2 separate regions of the Gossypium hirsutum genome follow, and region 2 is linked to region 1. A link is a contact called in public Hi-C data. All regions are on one chromosome and are shown on one strand. Each heading gives the region's core, a stretch centred on a gene start, on an enhancer-like site or on the middle of the called end of the contact. The rest is flanking DNA. Distances are from core to core; before and after follow the strand shown. Region 1 holds the start of LOC107961784. Region 2 has its middle 42 kb from the start of LOC107961784.

What was found. A called contact is a pair of places that touch in the nucleus more often than the background predicts.
Region 2: a contact with region 1 is called in a Hi-C map of leaf, with 2.1 times the contacts expected there. The contact joins the enhancer-like site here to the promoter of LOC107961784 in region 1. A contact is called at or near these places in 15 of 34 Hi-C or Micro-C datasets (anther, callus, fibers and 4 more).

Annotation. Positions count from the first base shown.
Region 1 is chrA06:110,268,807-110,275,558 of Gossypium_hirsutum_v2.1, forward strand. It overlaps LOC107961784, which reads left to right and starts at 3,421. Exons shown (of 9, transcript XR_001701413.2): 1 at 3,421-3,776; 2 at 4,717-4,966; 3 at 5,167-5,290; 4 at 5,970-6,313; 5 at 6,392-6,752. It overlaps LOC107961786 (CBL-interacting serine/threonine-protein kinase 23), which reads left to right. Exons shown (of 15, transcript XM_016897915.2): 8 at 134-223; 9 at 669-788; 10 at 870-992; 11 at 1,409-1,525; 12 at 1,890-1,946; 13 at 2,075-2,149; 14 at 2,346-2,424; 15 at 3,045-3,346. The coding sequence ends at 3,109.
Region 2 is chrA06:110,310,421-110,317,172 of Gossypium_hirsutum_v2.1, forward strand. It overlaps the pseudogene LOC107961787. Among protein-coding and RNA genes, the nearest start is that of LOC107961784, 42 kb to the left of the region's middle. Within about 2 kb of position 3,636, at least 7 of the 9 cell types and tissues checked have an H3K27ac peak or open chromatin away from gene starts, as enhancers often do. A contact at or near this core is called in fibers and leaf, where this site is marked.

The DNA of each region.
Region 1 (6,752 bases), core at 2,171-4,670:
GCTCAGAGAAACAGATAACTTTTGTGTTTGTATCTATGCACAACAATGCTGTGATACTGCTGATTAATGCTGATTAATGATTTTGTCTTCTGCATTTAAAATGATTTCTCTAATGAAGTTTATGTAACTGAAGATATTTAAGGCTGACTTCGATTGTCCTCCATGGTTCTCCTCAAGTGCAAAGAAATTAATCAAGAGAATCCTAGATCCTAATCCATTAACAGTAAGTTCTTGTCTCTTGCCCTTTGCTCAATGCTTTCTTTCTCCCATTTTCAATTTCTTTTTGTTTCCGGTAGCATTTTTAATTCAATTTCCCCCAAAGGTTGCAGGCCTTGACGTTCTCTTTAATTTTTTTGGGTCAATGCAATTTTTTGGCCTTTGACCTTAGCAACTAGGTCCATTTTGGTACCTGCACTTTTTTTTTACCACTTTGGTAAACTTCACAGCTTTCCCTATTTTGATCCCTGAGCTTGGATTTCATAAAAGTATGATAATGTGGCACTCTGATGTTGTGCCATGTCATCATATTTTTTATTAAGTTTTAGATTTTATATATAGTTTTTAAAATTTCAATGATGTGGTACAATCTCAGAGTTTAGGGGCCAAATATTATATTAACCCGTTTTTTCTTGGATATGATTTTCACTCATTATTTGTGATTGAACCAGAGGATAACAGTTGCGGAGATTATTGAGAATGAGTGGTTTAAGAAAGGATTTATCCTACCTAGGTTTGAGCGAGCTGATGTTAGTCTTGATGATGTGGATGCCATTTTCAACGAATCAAGTGTAAGAGTTGTGTTTTTCACATATTGAATGCTGTGGCATTGATGCAATAAAATGAATCTGGGTGCATGATTTTTGTTGCAGGATTCTCGGAACCTTGTTGAACTGTGTGAAGAAGGGTCTTTCGTACCTGCTACTATGAATGCATTTGAACTTATCTCAACATCGCAGGGTCTCAACCTCAGTAGTCTGTTTGAGAAGCAAATGGTATGTTAGCTAGTTATACGTGACTTTCTATGTGATATATTAAGCACAAGAGGGAAACAGCCTGGAGAATCTCACATTTTGATTCATCCAGTGAAGTGAAAGCCCCTTTGGTGGTAGACATGAACTAGAATTTTCTTGAACTCTGAAGTTGTGCATAAAGTGTGTTAACGGTCTTGAGGCATGTCATTGATAACTCACCTGTTAAATCCCATTGTTTACTGGTCCTATTTTGCTTAAAATGAAATTTTAGTTCTTGATGCAGTGTGGTTGATATTCACTGATACGATCATACAAAAAGTTTAGACCGACAAATCTAATAGAATATGTTCCATTATGTGGAAGTCTTGGATTATGCGTCAACTTACAAAATACATAACCTTGAAAGTTAAAGTGGTTGCAATTTCCTCTAATTACAGGGACTTGTTAAACGGGAAACAAGATTCACATCAAAATGTCCTGCTAATGAGATAATCTCAAAAATAGAAAAAACTGCAATGCCCATGGGTTTTGGTGTGAAGAAAAATAACTACAAGGTTTAATCTCTACCCAGCCTCTTCATTTTGACTGCTGTTTATCGTCTCAAAAAATTAGATGGATCAATTTGCAGTTAATATTCATGCTTGCTAATCATGATATTTGATCATTTATTAACAAGTCTACACCTGCTCAGTGAAGCACTGATGCTATTTCTGATGGACACATATTAAACATGATTCCATTTTTGTTTGTGTTTGTCACCAACTCCATTTGGTAATTGTCTTGGTATCAAACTCTTTCGAATAGAACTGGAGTGTTGCATAGAGAGACTCTGATGTATCTAAATTGAGATGATGTGTAGTCAGTTTAGAACTTTGACTAGAAAATCAGTTTAATTTCCCTGTTTTTTACCCATCTCAGATGAAGCTTCTAGGAGAAAAAACTGGACGCAAGGGTCATTTGGCTGTTACAACAGAGGTACCTCTGTCTCAGTCATAATTGTTTTTGCATAATTTCAGTTTCACCTTGTCTGAAATTGATTGAACATGATTATTAATGATTCTATCTATAACATGTCCCCTGACACTGCCTCTTTTCTTTTTCAGATTTTTCAGGTGGCTCCTTCCCTTTTCATGGTTGAACTTCGAAAGTCTGAAGGGGATACCCTGGAATTTCACAAGGTATTACCCTAATGTCAGTGCTGTATCATTAATGCAGTGGGCACTTTTGTTTAATAATTTGCTGATAACCATGGTCATGTACAGCCATGCAAAGCATGTCAATTTGATGTTTCCCGATTCTAAGTACACCTGATATATATATTTTCCTCTTTGGTTTGATATTACCTTGAAATAACACTGTTTCCTAAATTTACAGTTCTATAATAATCTCTCTACTGGGCTAAAAGATATTGTTTGGACAACTACAGACAGAGGAAAAGTGGAAGAAAAGGATGGTTAGTATATCGTTCCATCTACAAGAGCGTGCATCTCTTCTGAATTGTCAATCACCTATCCTCCTATGATTTTTTTTTTATTGGAAGGAGAATCTAGATTCAACGTATTTTTGCTGGACTAAGACATAGAGATGTTAATCCCATTAGCTAAGTGGAATCTTATCCCTTCTTTAGGGGAAATATAGGTTATCCTCTGATAGCTTCAGGCTTGACTCTTTTGCAAAATTATTTCAAGTGTGTACAGTATGAATTTAACGTGGATGGCTTGGAGTATGTCAGCAATTAGCAGTTGGGAAAATTTAATTTCTGTTGGAATGATGCAACAATCAAAATAAATTGTATTAAATCTACCTTCCATCATATTGCATGCCAGGGTATTGGATTTTATCTTTATCTATACAAATTTACATTGAATTAAGGTTAGAGATAATATGTTGGTTGGACTTGAGCAAGAGTGTTGTTGATATTGTATGTGTTTGAACATGAGTATGCTTAATTTTTTAAAATATTTTTTATATGTTTAATGTTTTCATATTCCCAGCATGCACCAATGAGTAATGACAAAAATTTTGAACTCTCCTTGTTTTTGGGTTTTTATTTGAGTCCTTCAATGATTGCAGGGTGTGCTGCTGGGTCTTCTCCACCCAATGACGGGCATTCCCAGTCGCAATGCGCTATCCGTTGATTTCTATTGGGCGAACTGTCAGTCACCGGCGGCTATTAAAAAAAAAATATATTTATCTTGTTCTTCGATAGAGGTTGCTAGAAACTTAAGCTTGTGTAAAAGAAGGCACTACTATATACTCATACCAGCTATATATTTGCTTCTGTATAATATGCCTCAAATGTGATGTTCCTATCAACTGAATTTGTGAATAAATAAAATGGGGAAAAGAAAAGCAAAAGAAAATCTGTTGTTTCACTTTATTTCTTTCTTTAATTCTTTTTCCCAAATATCTTTCTATATTTATCACATGACAACTATTTTTACAAAGTTTCGTAGAATAAAAACGTGTAAGCCTTTAAAGAAGATTGAAGTGTCGTTGATATCCTCCTAATTTTTGCTTATAAAATAAAATGAAGGCCTAAACAAGTAAAAGCGAGATTAAGGATTGAAGCCCATACGCTCGCGTTACGCGCGTCTGGCAACTATATACACGATGTAAAAGGCAGCTGACAATGTCAATTATTCGGGTTTCGAGTTCGACTCACTTGGTCTCTGCTTTCGAAATCAAATTATTGCCGTAACATTTACTTTTTTCTTAGGCCAAAAGGAAGAGGAGGGAAGGGTCTGCAATGAGAGAAGAGGTTATTAGCTCTGGTGGGACCATAGATCCCACACCTGCTGCGAGGTACCAATTCTCACCTCTCTTTCTCCCTCCCCCATTGTCATCTCAATTCTCAAATTAGGGTTTTCTTTCGCAATCCTTCATTTTTCAGGTGAAAGTGGGGGTTTGTTTTCTGTTTTTCTGTGTGAATTTTAGGGATAAGGTTAGGTTTCTATTGGGTGTGTTTGGCTGCCGGGAAAAGCGACGCGAGAAGAAGACTGAGGGATTAATTGTCCTGGAGAGTGGAAAATTATTGAGATTTAGTTAAAGCAAGGTTTTTGGTTGCCGGGAAAGTGAGGAACAAGTAATGAGAGGATGGGTTCGGCTAAAGATATCCTAATTTTGAGCTTAGGCGCATTTTCTCTCGAACACGAAAATGGAAAAAGAAAATTGAAAAGAAAAGATTAAAGTCAGTTTTTGGTTTTGACGGTTCACTGGGTTATTTATAATTTTTCTCAATTTCATCCCTTCTATCTTGTTTTTCAATTTTTCTCTCAAGCTCAACTAAATGTATTTTGAAGCTGTAATTTTTAAATAGCTATTAAGGACCTGAAATAAATGAGGGTATTTTTACTGTTGCAAAAATTGTTGGTCTAGTTTCAAGTTATGTAAAGGAAGAGCAGAGTAGAAAAGCCTTGATGATCTAGAAATGATACCGTTTATCATTTCTATGCTTGTTTTGCTACGTGCTAAGTCCTTAATTACCTTGTTATGTGGCTACTTACCTTTAAGGGTGGGACCAATAGAGGATGGAAACTGGCTCCACGTCCACTAGGAATATGCCATTAATTATCAGGATAGTCATTTCCTGTTAAAGAAACTGACTTATACGAGGGATTTGTTAATATACAGTGTGAGGAGGTGTGGATATGCCTGTTCCATTCATTTTATATGAAACAGTTATATATATGATGTTCCATTAGGAGTTCAATATATATATATTTATGCTACTTGTCCTTATCAGTTCTGCTGGTGCATCCTCCCCTGCTGTTCCAACAAATGTCGGCAGTGTTGACTGGTCTGGTCATGGCCAAAATTCCAAAGCAGCTTCTCAATCTTGTGTCGGATCCCAAGCCCAATGGATTTCACGCCATTCTACTGCTGGTGGGTCTGCTCTTGGATCTTCAAGAACTTCATGCCGACCATGGGAAAGAGGAGATCTTCTCAGGCGATTGGCTACATTTAAGCCTGTGAATTGGTTTGGGAAACCTAAGGTATGCTTTTGATCTGGGATCTTCTTTGTGTACATTTACTAGTGGATACACTTTCAAATACAAAGTTTCAAGTTTTTGCTTAGAGCTAATGCGGTTTCATCTGTGTTGAGTTTAATACTTACGAGATTCAGTATTCTTTTAGTTATAGAGTCTGATTAATATGATCTTAAGGCATACTGCTCCTTTCAAATGAATTGTAGGTTGCAAGCTCATTGTCTTGTGCTCGGAGAGGTTGGATAAACATAGATGTTGATAAAATTGCATGCGAAACATGTGGGGCATGCCTGAATTTTGCTTCCTCCCCATCCTGGGCTACTTTTGAAGGTTAGCTGCTGTAATTCCATTATTTGCTTTTCGCAGTTCAGCTCCCTAGGAAAATATAATCATTGTAGTGTGATCATCACAAAAACTTGAGCATTTCAAGGTATTTGATGCTTTCAGATATGCTTAATGATATATAGAAAACAGATGAGCAACACTGTGATAAATGGACTGATAAATAGAACTTAGTTTCTGGACAGTTATGATTTTCTTTATCCTTTAAACGAATTGTGCTATTAGGAACTATAATTCATTGCCTTCCTAAGAAATGATTTATAGCAATAAATTGACATTGTTGTAGCTAAGAAACATAAGTTATAGGAAACATTAATGTTTGTTGTTTGTATATTTTTCTAAGTGATTGCTTCTAAATGCTTGCTTCTGCTTTCATTCACTTTCTTTAGATCAGCAACGTGAATGATGAATTTAGCCATTTATGCTTGTTTTAGTCTTACTTGATGTTAAATTAGGTTTTACTTATTATTATGGTAGGTTGATTGCTTAACAATTGTTCTGGTTTCTGTACCATAGAAATAGATCTGAACATTTTGGGTGGTTTGCTGTCATGAAATTAATATTGTGGATGATGATATTGATACACACTGCTTTGATCTCTCCTCTTTGCCTTCTCTCAATTGCTATTGATATTTATCTTTTTTCTGGGGGGTTTTCATTTCTGAAGCTAAGGATGCTGGTCAGGCCTTTTCCAAGCAGCTGGATGTTGGGCACAAGGTTGCTTGTCCTTGGAGAGGAAACAGCTGTCCAGAAAGCTTGGTTCAATTCCCTCCAACACCTCAGTCTGCTCTAATTGCAGGATATAAGGATAGGTGTGATGGACTTATGCAGTTCCAGTCTCTTCCTGTAGTAGCAGCATCTGCAGTGGAGCATATGCATGTCTCTCGAGGTCCACAACTTGATCGCCTTCTATATCAGTTGCAGAATCATATGGCAGAGTTTGAGTCCAGATCAGAGAGTATACTGGAAGCTGATAATGCTCGAGATGGTGCATTTTGTCTATATTCTCGTGTAAGATATTCTAATGATGTTCTATCTGCTGGTAATTGGTAATGTTTCAATGTTCTTATGTGCTTTACCTTTTTGCAGTCACAGAAGCTCATTAGCTTGTGTGGATGGGAACCAAGATGGCTTCTAAATGTTCAAGACTGTGAAGAGCATTCGGCTCAATCAGCTAGAAATGGATGTTCTTTTGGCCCTAACACGACTCAAGTCCATCGTTCGCAGGATCCTGGACCGAGCAAAAATGCTCTCATTGCTTCTGGCAAGGATAGTGGAAAAAATAAATTGATAGTTGTGGAGTCTAGATCTGAATACAGGTCACCTTTGTTAGACTGTAGCTTATGTGGTGCTACTGTCAGGATATTGGATTTCTTAACTGTTCCTCGACCTGCTCGTGTTGCTCCCAACAACATTGATATCCCTGATACAAGCAAGAAAATGGGATTGA
Region 2 (6,752 bases), core at 2,386-4,885, 42 kb after region 1:
AAAATATACCAAACCCATCACCTAATATGCCTAACCAATGTACCCTCATTGGTACCTCATTTTATATATTCAAATATTTCAACAATGCATCAACCATTCAAGACTTTCATCCATACCAATTTTGCCAATATTGAACTAACATCTAGCTACTTAGGATATCAAGCTTTAAAACTAAAAGCACATACCACAACCTAACTTCAACCACAACCATATATACATATAAACATCAATTCACTTGAAATCTAAAATTTCATCACAACCAAAGGACCTTCTAAGTACATGCCATTACAAAATATAACATCACCACACTTGGGCTCGAGATTCGTTGTTAGATGCTGAGTCGACGATAAGTTGGAAAGTACCTAGCCTGCGCACAGAAAACAAAATTGCACGTTGATATAAATTAGTGTTATTTCTATAATCTGAATAATTTAACTTAATATGAGTAATCAAAACGTGAGAATATATCAATAAATGTTATGAACTTATGTTTCAAATCAATAATACAAAATTTCTCGTTCTTTATTACATACACTAAATTCCATATTTTCAAATACTTCATGTAACATTTGAATACTTCAAACCATGCAATGGCATGATTCACCTCTTTAGTGAATACTTGAATTCATTTCAAGTTTTACATCTCATTTATTCATTTCATATTTCATTTCTCATCTCCTATTCATTTCTCATATTTGACATTTCAATATTTTCTCATCTCATAACCATTTCTTATCTTTGCAATTTCAATATCAATCACATAGATTATTAATTTATTTTCCCTATTAACACGACTAGGACTCGAACGACTGTCATTTTAATATTTTCTCATCTCATAATCATTTCTTATCTTTGCAATTTCAATATCTATCACATAAATTATTAATTTATTTTTCCTATTAACACGACTCAGACTCGATCTGTACATGGATCCAACTAACACACCAGTTTGGCACCCAGTGCCTCATTGGATAAATCTAAAATAATAACTGCGCCCAACGCTATATAAATTGACACCTAGTGCCTCATCGACTCGAGGTCGAAGAAATCCCTGAACTCTTCCTATCCTATGGCATGACATCTATATCCGACTTAACCCTAAACAATTAATAGGGTTCCATTTTTCTTTCAAATATATCCAAGGTCCAATTCTCATATGTGCACATAATCACGTATAAACAAATATTGAATTCAATCTTCATATATTCAATAAATTCATAATATACCAAATCAATCCATTTTAATCGACTATGAATTCAATTCAATTTCAAAGTACAAAAGTACCCGCCTCAAATGCTTACCATATGCAACAATTCAATATGCAATAATTTATAACTTAGCTCGGATTATAGAAACACAAACCGTGAATTCTGAGCTATTCGACGTCGATTTTATCCTTCCCTTTTTTACTCGAGGATTTTGGTATGACGTTAGTTACGAAATAAAACAATTAAAATACATTAAAATTACACAATTCAATTCACATTAAATTTTAATTTTTACACTATATTTTTCTTATTCTTCAATTTAGTCCCTAAACCGAGACTAGTTTTTAACCTTCACATTTAATATTATATTTTTATACTAATTTCACTCTAAACTAAACTTAGCTTCTTCTTTTCCAATTTTACCCCTTAATTTTGAATTTTTCTCGATTTAGTCCCTAACAAAATCAACAATTAATTCCACAATTTAGTTCTTTTCCACTTCTAACTTAAAAATATATCTATTTAATCCCTAATACTTAAACTATTTAACAATGACAACATCTAAAATCTTGAAAAATACTAAAAATTACAATATAAGTCAAGTAACCTTAGATACCGAAATTCTAAAAATATAAAAATTACAATAACAGAGCTAAATTGAAATAACCAATTTTAAGTTTGAACTCCAAAATTTCCTAGGCTGTTCGTCTCACTTTTTATTTTCTTTCTTAATTTTTGCATGTGATGGTTTTATTATTTATTACTATTATATAATATATATACATACATTAATTTTTTTATCTTATTAATTATTATATTAAAGATATATGTCATATATAATATACACATACAATTTCAATAAACCATGACCGGACACCACTCAACATTTAATTAATGGTATATTTTCTAATTTAGTCCCTCCTATTTATTTCAACCTATAAACTAACTTTTAACTCACACTCGATTTAGTCTCTGTACCTTAACAATTCCGAATTTCACGAAATTTACTAATCCAAAAATTAATTAACTACTAAAATAGCATCGTAAATATTTAATAAAAATATTTATGTGTTTGGTTTACAAAAATGGAGTCCCAGAAATACACTTTCCAACACCCCTTACTATCGAGTCGTTATAGAAAAGAATTCAATAAACGTCAATACTAAAAAGTACTCAATAACCCTTTGTTTTTTTTCTTTTTTTTTTCTTTTGCTTTTGTATTTTTTCTTTTTTTTTCTTTTGCTTTTGTACCAGCAGTACCAAAAATTTGCTTACACAAGAATGAAGAAATGGAGTTGTACAAACAATCTGCAGGCTTGCAACATGCCCAAAATGTCAACATCAATGGGTGAAGAAATAGGTATTCTAGGCATGAATTTTATTCCAAAGAATATGATCTATTCTCGAGACGGTAAAGAGTAGAAATTTCTGAAATTTTATGTGTTAAACATGAGAATCAAATTGAGTTGAACAAGTGTAGGGAAAACAAATTGAATACTAAAACAGGGTCCCATGAGAAAACCAAATGATTGATACATTTACATTCGACATGAAAAATGAAATCTTACCTTGAAAACACAACACAATGGAAAAAAAAAATCAAATTCTGGAGAGAGTTCAAGTCCCAAACCAAGAGATCAAATCTGATGAAAAAAAAAAAAGAAACTCATTAATCAAATCCAAAAACATTTCTGTAAGGTTGATAAATGATCCAGAAAATAGAAAGAGCGAATCAAATAAAGTCAAGATTTAAGCACGAGAGTCAACGTACCATTTTACTTAGCTCCTTAAATGTCCTGATTTCTGTTTTGGCCCATAACATTGCCTTTGGTCCTACATACAAATTAAAGGTACCTTCTTAAGAGATGAAGACTTCACTGCAAAGTTGTAATCAATTGAAGGCACCTTTTGATCAATTTCTGATCAAAGGTCCATCAGTTGAGTTGAGTTATATATATGTTGAACTTGTCATTGTAGCTATAAAAGGATGAAATTGCAGTAATGGTTAAAGAATAGAAAGCCTGATATGTAGCATTGATTGTGAGTAAGGACTAGGTTTCATTTCTATACATTTTTTGTTGTTGTTTTTCTAATGAATTAGATGGTTCATAGTTGAACATTAATCGATCAACTTATAAATCCTTGAATTTTATTTGAATTCAATTGATTAATTCATACCTTGATATGCATAATTGTTTATCTCAAAATACATAGTCCTTATCTTCAAGAATCTTCATCACTGTTCTTTGTAGTTCATTCTTTAACTCTGTTTCTTCCTCTGTTGGGTGACCAAATTGCAGGATTTCATATAGGGGACCAAAATGAAAGCATCTTAAAAGTTGGGTGATCAACTAGTTAGTTTACCCTAAAAAGTTTTGAACAACTGTCACGTGGCAAAAAAGTAAAAGGGCAGGAGCCGTTAAAATATTCGGGCGGATTATTCCCTATAAATGCCCTCCACCTTTGGTAAAATTTCTTCTTCTTCCCCATTCATCCTCTTTTCAGCACCTCAAATTTCCAATAATAATAATAATGGAAAATCAAAACCCGCTCCAAAATGGAGCTCTTGAGAGTGCCGTAGGAAACGGTGGTCGCAGTGGTGATGGATCGGCTCTGATCTTTCTTGGAACCGGCTGCTCCAGTGCCGTCCCAAACGCTATGTGCTTGATTCAGCCCTCTGATCCTCCCTGTCAAGTCTGCTCCCAATCCCTCTCCACCCCCCCGATCGTAACCCTAATTACAGGTCTCCTTTCCCCTTTATTTTTTTTTCTAAAATTTAATTGTGCATACAATTTCTTCTATACCGCAGATCTAAACTTTTCCGTGCATTTTTTTCACTAGTCATTATTGTGTGATATCAACATTGTCTTGACATTTTTTAAATAATTTATCAAATATCGTTGGTAACTTGTTGCTGTTAATTTAGTAGTAAAAGAAAATAACTTAGTTTAATTTGTTTATTATACCCAAGTCGTGCACAAATCCTCACAATTAACGTGCAAAAGTAATTTTATTGACAATGAGAAAAATATTGATAATTCAAGTACTATAATAACTGATATAAAAATATTTTAATACTGTAATTTCTTGGATAAAAATGCATTTTATAATAGATTCTGTTAATTGAAGAAATCTTAATGTAAAAATAAAATATTTTTGCAATGCAATTTAGGAATATAATTAACAATCTTGTTCATTTTCACAAGTTCAAATGATTCTCCACATCTGTGCTTTCATTATGTGATAATTTCTGATTATAGTTTCTCAAAGAAATTTAAGGTTTTCCAGCTTCGATTTTTTTTTATCCTTTCAGGTGCAATACATCTTTGCTTATAGATTATTGTTCCAGCGATGGTATACGCAATTATATTATTATTGATGTGGGCAAGACATTTAGGGAACAAGTTCTTCGGTGGTTCACTTTCCACAAGATTCCTCGTGTAGATTCTGTGAGTTTAAGCTTAGCATAGTGACCATCTTATATTTAGTTTATTGACTAGTGCAATTCCAAAATAGTACTAATTTTCCTTTTGTGAACTCTAGATTGTTTTGACTCATGAACATGCTGATGCAATTCTTGGTTTGGATGATATTCGTGCCATCCAACCTCATAGTCCTACTAACGATATTGATCCCACCGCCATTTACCTAACTCGACATTCAATGGATAGGTATAATATGAATTTTTATTCTTGGTTTTATTGTGCATAAATACTTTTCTATCTCCAGTTATGCAGATACATTACCAATATATATGTTGTTCATATATTTGTATAATATAAGAGGTTATTGGTATAATATGCTCTAAATAGCAAAGTCAAAAGTAAGGTTTCTAGACATTAGAATTGGAGCTGATTGTCCAAACCGGCTGTAAATGGTAGAAAGGATGTCTTACGTTTTATGCTGTCCTATCTCAAGCAAACCTTGGCTGATGTTTTCTTTGTTTGTGTCCAACAGCATTGCCACAAAATTTCCGTATTTGGTTCAGAAGAAACTTAGAGAAGGCCAAGAAGTAAGGCGGGTGGCACAGCTTGACTGGAAGATAATAGAGGAGCACTATGACAAACCGTTTGTTGCATCAGGACTGAAATTTTTTCCGTTGCCAGTCAGTCCCCTGTCTCCTTAGATAATATAACATCTCTGCCATCTCTAATTCATGTCTAAGTGCTTGATCGTACCTTCGATATAGGTGATGCATGGAGAAGATTATCTCTGTTTAGGTTATCTTTTCGGTGAAAAGTGTAAAGTGGCTTATATATCTGATGTTTCACGTTTTCCTTCAAACACGGAGTATGGTAGGTGCTGCATTTTCTCCTTGTGTGCTAACATACATTTACACCTTCAAACATTTACATTTTATTGGTGATGTTAAATGTAGGGATGAGACTTCTATCTGCTACTTTGTCATCTTGATGAGCTTGTAAATTTTAGCATTTTATGCATGTTAGATTTTGTTGCATGTGTTAATAATCAATATAGATTGCTGTAAAGCTAGCTTCACACATCAGTATATCCTTCAAGCTTTTAATTCTTTAGTCTTTCTTTTACTGATAATAGGTTGTATTCTTAGTGAGACCACTTTCCAGCAAGTTTCACAAACAGGAAACCTTTTTATGACTTGACCTAAAAAATGAAGATAAGATGCTTAGAGATCATCCTTTTACTGAGTGTTCTGGTCATCTTTTACGTTAAGAGGGACTTGGTGAAAGCAAAGCACATGTTCTCTCACTTCTAAGTTTTTGGTGTTCCGAGACTTTTCCTTTTTTCTGAATGATTTGCTTTTGATCTGAGTTTTCATGGTAAATAAACTATGACATAAATTGTATTTGATCAGTTATTTCCAAAAATGGTGCTGGACAATTGGATCTTTTGATATTGGATTGTTTATACAAGGTATGTTTCTCTCTTGATTCTTTCCTTTTTATAATGTTGACTGCCTGCATTTTGTTGGTGAATTGTCTAGGTCTACTATAACTAGAGAAATCTTTTACAGAATTTTATTCATGCTGATTCTTACATAACTTAGATCTGTCTATATCTCTGTACTGCAATGCATCTTAACCTATATCTGTCTATCTCTGTGCTGCAGTGCATCTTACGTTCTTACATCCTAGTTTGGTACCATAAATGATTATTTAATATAGTTGACATGTCAAGTGAGGTTGGATTCACTTCTGGGTTACCAATGATGGTCTGTTGATTTGTAAGAGTTGGGAAAGGGGGCATGGTTAAATGGTAATGTTGTCTAATATTGTTATTAACTTAATTTTTAACCACTGGTTTGATATAAAAAAAACTATATTATAAATGAATATAAAAGAACAATCACATAGTTTGATATAACAAAATTTTGAGAATAAACTATATATATTACCTTAACCTAACCCTTGAAGAATTCTTGTGTTTTTCTCTCTAATCAAGAAGATGATTGAGATCTTTATATGCTCCCTCTGTCCCAATATGAATATCATAGTTCACATTTTTTAGGCAAATTATTTTAAATTTTGACCTAAATTACTTTAAATATTTTAATTAATTAAATTT